Regions from separate parts of the Ovis aries genome. Here region 1 is linked to region 2. Evidence: chromatin contacts called from public Hi-C data. All regions are on one chromosome and are shown on one strand. The core of a region is the stretch at or near the end of the contact, and the rest is flanking DNA. Distances in the headings are between cores, read along the strand shown.

Region 1 (3,785 bases), core at 210-2,709, 92 kb after region 2:
AGCCTATGTCCACGTTCAGGAGAGCGTCTGAAGCAGGCAAGGCGGAGCCAGAGAAACACAGCTACCAGACCCCAGTACCACGACCTGAAACCCCACATATACATGTCACCGCCCACCACCCAAAACAAAAGGGTATTTTATTCCTAAACCAACAGTCCATACCACCCAGGCTGCCCTTTCTCTCTGCTTTCTAATTTTCATTTTTAAGCATATTCAATTTTATATGAAATAATAGATGAATGCTGGGTGGACCTCAACTTACACGTCACCCATTGTATGTGTATGGAGGCATCTAACCTAAGGTCCCGTGTCTACTTAAGTGAACACAGTATCAGGCAACTGAGAGAAGAGGCTCTCAGGTCAAACTTCACCTCTGCCAGAGGAGGTCAGAGACACGTTTTCGCCACAACAGTGATGATCAGCATTAGACTCTCACTCAAGACTCTGCTTAGCTAAGAAAGAAGAGATTATTCCATCACTCTATGAAATTCAAATATCAACTTCAAAAATCACTGGAAAGTTAACATACATCTCAAAAACACTACTCATTTTCTACCACCAATTTCCCCAAGTCAAGGTCTGGCTCCTTCATGCTTCCTCTGTTCTTTTCAAATGGTTTAGGCAGAAGCTTGCCTGACAGCAGTGGGGCAGGCAGAAGGAAGCGGTACGGCAGATCCGCAGAGGAAACAGATCAGAAACCTCACACTCCAACCCCTGACTGCCCACCCGCCAGGCTTCCCAGCGCTTCATCTCTGGGGACAGTGTTAGGGCAGTTGTTTGGGCTCTTTGGTGACACCAGACTTCGGTAGGAAGCTGACATCTGCTTTAACAATAAGCCCTGAGCCCAACCAGTTCGACGCTGAGTGTTGAGGCTATGAGTCTCATCCTAAAAAAGTTTGTTTTTCTGAGATATGGGGAGGAAGCCAGCAGCTTTCTGAAGAAAGGGAGGATTAACCCTCATGTATTAGCTTAGACTGGGGTTCCCTGATGGCGCAGTGGGTAAAGAATCCGCCTGCAATACAGGAGACAGAGGAGATGCGGGTTCGATCCCTGGGTCGGGAAGATCCCCTGGAGGAGGAAATGAGGAAATGACAACCCACTCCGGTATTCTTGCCTGAAAAAAAAATGTGGACAGAGGAAACTGGTGGGCTACAGTTCATGGGGTCACAAAGAGTCAGACAGAACTGAGCAACTAAACACACACACACATCAGCTTAGATGACTGCAGGTGGCTGTCCTGCAAGGGGGTGCCTGTGGAGCTGTCAGAGACCACGCTTCCAGACTGTCTGAAGCGCTGTGGCCATCAGCAAGGTAAGTGTCATTCCAGGCCTGCCTGACCTCCTCCCAGGTAAAGGTGGTAGGCGATGCTCAGAAACATGCTAAAGTCCTGCAGAGCTGACAGGCTCGACATGGTCCAACAAAAACTAAGATAAAGCTCACACTTCCGAGTGACTGCTTCTCATAGCTCAGGGGCTGGGAGGGCTCTGTGCACAAGGGACCACACCCTGATAACAGGCACAGTTCACACCCCATTATCCACCAGGGTTGATACAGGAAAAGGGCTGAGGCTGAAACATCATGACTGACATCAGAGGCTGTGTAATGTTTCTGTAAACCACTCCCTAGGGGTCTGAGTCTCAGCCAATGCGGCAGGGTTTCTAGGAATACCTGTTACTAAAGAGAATGAAGCAGAGTCACTGGGGGTCACTAGCCTGTGCTCCAGAAGCCACCGCCAATCAACCCGGGCAGCCCTAAGACCCTCCCCTGGGGGGCTGCAGCTACTGCACAACAGAGGTCTCGGCCCACCACAGGGGCTGCACGGCAAACACCCAAGAGTGAGTGAGACGCCAAGTAAAGCCGTGTCTTCCTTCTTCTGAGAGTGAATTCTATCACAGAATTTCTTGGCCCATTACTGCTTCCTCTCACAGCGGCAGTCACTTTCTGTTCAGTTCAGGAAATGGAAAAACACCTGGATACTGAAAGATGCCACATTATGGTTCACTGTAAACACAGTAAATACCTACTGGCAAAGGGAATTCGGCTACTTTTGGACTCATAATAATCCACTTCCAGCAAAAAGGATCCCAAACTCAAAGGCTCTGTCTCACCATCACAGCATCACAGTCCAGGGCTACGTGACCAAAAGGTAAATGCAGGTTCCACACTGCTGGCTAAAGTCAAAACACAAGGCCTTCTCCCTGTCCCCCCGGAAGGGCCCCCACCTTCAGGGTCACTCTCTGGGCCCTCAGTCCCTCCAGAATACTGTGCCCGCCTCCAATGAGGTCATCCATGCCGTGGTGAATTTTCTGGAGGGAGGAGTTAAACTGCAGTGATTCATCCATTGGTATGGTGGTGTCAGAGTCCTGTGAAAGAAACGCAGGCACTTGATTAACGTTGCTGCTGCTCAGCTCCTGGTGTCCCCACCTCAACTGACCACTCTGCCTCTTGGTCAAGCTCAAGCTGAAGAACTGCCAGAGGAAACGGTTCAAGAATCAAAGGAACCTGACGGAGACTAAAAAGCAAAGCGGAGATCTGGGGCAGCCTCTGTTCACTCAGAGGAAGTACAATTCTCAGACTTCTCAGTCTCCAAATGGGTTCCACCACACAAGTCTGTTCATCCCTGCCTCCTCTGCATCATTCCCCCAACTCAGGAAAAAATTTTTTATTTTACTTTTTGATGTGGACCATTTTTAAAGTCTTTTATTGAATTTGTTATAATATTGCTTGTTTCATGCTTTGGTTTTTTTGGCCACGGGGCATGCGGGATCTTAGCTCCCGATGAGGGATCAAACTCACTCCTGCTGCACTGGAAGGCAAAGTCTTAACCACTGGACCCCCAGGGAAGTCCTGGAAATACTACACTCTCTAGGCTTCTCCTAAAGGTTGTCTCTAATGCCTTACTAACCTGCCTTCTTCTGATTGTTCATTTACCTGGTTTTCCCTTGGTGCAGTGGGAGGTTTGCTTTTGTCCTTTGGCTATTTTATCTGTAGCTTATTCCTCCCTCCGATTAGACAGACTGACTACAGAGAGCAGAGACTGGTTTCTATTAAAGGCCCAACAGTGTTCACAATGGGACTATCCACCTGAGCAGGGAAGAAAAGTCTGTAAAATTGAAGGGAGGAAAGAACTAATACTGATCAATGCTTTCCACTTTGCAAACTCTTCATTCTAAGCTCGCTTAGGCCCCACTCTAAGCTTATGCTGTAGTTATGGAATTATCCTTGTTTTAGATGAAGAAACAGAAGCCCAGAGACGTGGAATGACTTTAAGACCCTGCCAGTGAGACGTCCAGAGGGGCACAAATCCCCATGCTGGGTAACTGTCCTGTAGGAAGAAACATCAAAACCAATGCCAGCGCTCCACTTTCACCCTGCAAGCGGGAAGGACACAGACGCATGGCACGGCCAGTCACTGCCCTGTCCTCTTTCCAGTTCCCTGACCCTTACAAACCCTTCTGCCAAGCAGTACCACTTTTACCACTTTCTGTCATCATGAAGAAGTTAAACCAACCACCTTTTCTTCGCTGTTCAAGTTCACAATCTTTTTTCAGGTATATATTTTCAATCCCCATGCTGTTAACATGGGAGTTTCTCAGGAGTAGGAGTCAAGGTTTTTAATTTAAACACACTTTACTTTCAGCACCTTAAATAGCATCCTGCACAAGCTGATGCTTGGTGGGTGAAGATCCCAGTGTTTGGGTACAGCTGATAGGCTGTAATTTCTCAGAAAAATGTACTATAGCTCATGATCATAAAAAGACCAGGAAGAAGTTCATTCAGCCAGA
Region 2 (3,472 bases), core at 195-2,694:
AATAATTCTCACACTCAATATTTGCCAGAGACAAAAAAAGACTTGTTATATAATTTTAATGATATTTTAAAATGAGTAACAAATTAATTTGATAAAAATTAAGTTTTCTAAAAATTCCAAATATAATGAAGTTATATTTGTAACTTACATAAACTGCAAAAAAGGAAGTGGTTCAAATGAACGTCTTTCAATAGACTGTATTTTATTGCAGGATAAATCTCTAGGAAAAGTAAAAGGAAAATATTGCCTCAATTAGCTATTAGATATCTATTTAATAGGAATAACTAGTAGAGGTTAGAATGATAATAATAAATACATAGCTTGGGTCTAAACTCCAAACCTTAGGAATTGTTATTTGAACCTTCCAGAGTCCCTAACCCTGCCTTCACCTCTCTCAAGAAATCTCTGTAAATAAAATATATAACTATAGAACTTTTTTAAAGTTTATATCATAATCACCTGGAAGGCAGCTATCACTATGGACTGTTAGTCACTCAGTCATGTCCAACTCTTTGCGACCCCATGGACTGTAGCCTGCCAGGCTTCTCTGTCCATGGAATTCTCCAGGCAAGAACACTGGAGTGGATTGCCATTCCCTTCTCCAGAGGAACTTCTCAACCCAGGGATCAAACCTTGGTCTCCTGCCTCGCAGGCAGATTCTCTACCCTTTGAGCTACAACTATAGATCTTGATAGATTTTGGAGGTAATCTTTCCTGACAGCAGAATTGATTAGATTCCCACCTTTTGTAGTCTCTTCAAATTCTAGATTATGAGCTCAAAGTTTTTATTCTCCAATTACATTTTCTAACATTAAAAGTAATTTTCTTATATTTACACACCTCCCAATTTAGTTCTGTTTTTCTAGGCTAATTCAGTACTAGCAGAAATAAAAGATATATTTTCATACAACCTGAAAGGAAGTTACTCCCCTCATTGATATGTAACTTTACCTAATTCAGGATTATACTTTCTATCATATTGATTTTTATTTGAAAATACCCACTCTTGACTATAGCTGACTATCCTGTTTCCATTGATATCAGCTTGTGTCTCATTCCACCTGGATGGGTATAACTGTCTTCTGACTGGTGTTTCTATCTCTGCTCTCTCCATTCCTAAGCCAGCCTCTACACGATCATCAGTTTAACTCTTCAGAAAGTGAAAGTTGCTCAGTCGTGTCCGACTCCTTGTGAACCCATGGGCTGTAGCCTGTCAGGCTCCTCAGACCACGGCATTCTCTAGGCCAGAATACTGGAGCGGGGAGCCGTTCCCTTCTCCAGGGCCTCTTCCCAACCCAGGGATTGAACCAAGGTCTCCCTCATTGCAGGCAGATTCTTTACCATCTGAGCCAATTTCCAGAAGTAGTCCTTAAATACCAGCACCATTTGTGAACTTACTGAAGATACAAATACTCAGCCCTACTCTGGACGGATTGAATCATTAACTACAGAGGTGGAGCTTGTGTTTCAACAAGCCCTCCAGGTGACTAATTCTGCTGCAGGCTCTCTGTCCTAGAGCACTGCTGTGGTAACACAGTCACTTGGCATGATATTATGGGCTTGGTCCCCAATGCCCTTGATAATCTGGCTCTCATCTCCTACTCTCCCCACTGGAACTTTATGGGTAATCAAAGTGTTTTTCCTGTGTTTTGTCTTTCTCCCAATTTTCTTTCGCGAGCTTATTCTTCCCAAGATGTCTATCTGATGATACCAATGGCCCTTCAAGGTTCCGTTTGAACGGCATTGCTTTAGCAACATCTTCCCTGATCCAGTTAGAAGTCTTTCTGCCCTCTTCTATGCTCCAACACCTACTTACAGCTCTCATTACCCTTATTCATTTCCTTTTTTTAAAAAAGAAAGCTATTTTTGCATCCCATTTTCTCTCAGCGTAAAACTCCTTGAATGTATGGGTTAGATCCCGTTTATGCACATTGTCTATCATGCTTGCAGCCAACACATGGACATAAAGCAAACTCAAATATTTATAAAATCAACAAGTAGGGAGTGAATAAGAAGAAAATGACTGTTTTAAAAGAAATGTAGCTTTATTCCTGTGTGGCTCCCTCTTCTGTGCCTCTACAGCACTTTGTCGTTATGGTTTGAGTTTCTGTTTATTTTCTCTGTGAGATCATGAATTGCTAGGAGGAATCCTAGCTTAACCACCTTTGTGTTTCCAACACTAGGCTAAGTTCTTAGCATATTCCTTTTTAGCTTTTTTATTGACTGACACTTTTAAAAAAGAATGAGCATATGGATGCTAACATGAAATAACCAGCTTATAAAGTATTTCATAGAAGTAACGAAGGGCCACAATAAACTGTGAAGAGTTCTGAAAGAGATGCGCATACCAGACCCCCTGACCTGCCTCTTGAGAAGCCTATATGCAGGTCAGGAAGCAACAGTTAGAACTGGACATGGAACAACAGACTGGTTCCAAATAGGAAAAGGAGTACGTCAAGGCTGTATATTGTCACTCTGCTTATGTAACTTATACGCAGAGTACATCATGAGGAACGCTGGGCTGGAAGAAGCACAAGCTGGAATCCAGATGGCTAGGAGAAATATCAATAACCTCAGATATGCAGATGACACCACCCTTATGGCAGAAAGTGAAGAGGAACTAAAGAGCCTCTTGATGAAAGTGAAAGAGGAGAGTGAAAAAGTTGGCTTAAAGCTCAACATTCAGAAAACAAAGATCATGGCATCTGGTCCCATCACTTCTTGGGAAATAGATGGGGAAACAGTGGAAACAGTGTCAGACTTTATTTTGGGGGGCTCCAAAATCACTGCAGATGGTGATTGCAGCCATGAAATTAAAAGACACTTACTCCTTGGAAGGAAAGTTATGACCAACCTAGATAGCATATTCAAAAGCAGAGACATTACTTTGCCAACAAAGGTCCATCTAGTCAAGGCTATGGTTTTTCCAGTGGTCATGTATGGATGTGAGAGTTGGACTGTGGTGAAAGCTGAGTGCCAAAGAATTGATGGTTTTGAACTGTGGTATTGGAGAGTCCCTTGGACTGCAAGGAGATCCAACCAGTCCATTCTGAAGATCAGCCCTGGGATTTCTTTGGAAGGAATGATGCTAAAGCTGAAACCCCAGTACTTTGGCCACCTCATGCGAAGAGTGACTCATTGGAAAAAACTCTGATGCTGGGAGGGATTGGGGGCAGGAGGAGAAGGGGACGACAGAGGATGAGATGGCTGGATGGCATCACTGACTTGATGGGCGTGAGTCTGAGTGAACTCCGGGAGTTGGTGATGGACAGGGAGGCCTGGCATGCTGCAATTCATGGGGTCGCCAAGAGTCGGACACGACTGAGCGACTGAACTGAGCTGAACGAAGGGCCTAATCCACTGAGTAATTATCTTTGTTTTTCTCCAAACCGTGTTTGTAAGGTTTGGAGCCCAGACAGGAGAAAAGAAAATGGTTGCCCTTAAGGCTTTGAAGATTTGATAATTAAAGAGC

The links. A called contact is a pair of places that touch in the nucleus more often than the background predicts.
Region 1: a contact with region 2 is called in a Hi-C map of liver, with 2.3 times the contacts expected there. The contact joins two enhancer-like sites. A contact is called at or near these places in 4 of 16 Hi-C or Micro-C datasets (hypothalamus, liver, muscle and 1 more).

What each region holds. Positions count from the first base shown.
Region 1 is chr11:45,015,227-45,019,011 of ARS-UI_Ramb_v3.0, forward strand. The region is part of intron 4 of GOSR2 (golgi SNAP receptor complex member 2); the gene reads right to left. Among named protein-coding and RNA genes, the nearest start is that of GOSR2, 15 kb to the right of the region's middle. Within about 2 kb of position 1,460, at least 4 of the 54 cell types and tissues checked have an H3K27ac peak or open chromatin away from gene starts, as enhancers often do. A contact at or near this core is called in liver, where this site is marked.
Region 2 is chr11:44,923,052-44,926,523 of ARS-UI_Ramb_v3.0, forward strand. It overlaps LOC101120000 (leucine-rich repeat-containing protein 37A3-like), which reads right to left. Exons shown (of 17, transcript XM_042256823.2): 8 at 149-220. Among named protein-coding and RNA genes, the nearest start is that of RDM1, 30 kb to the right of the region's middle. Within about 2 kb of position 1,445, at least 2 of the 54 cell types and tissues checked have an H3K27ac peak or open chromatin away from gene starts, as enhancers often do. A contact at or near this core is called in liver, where this site is marked.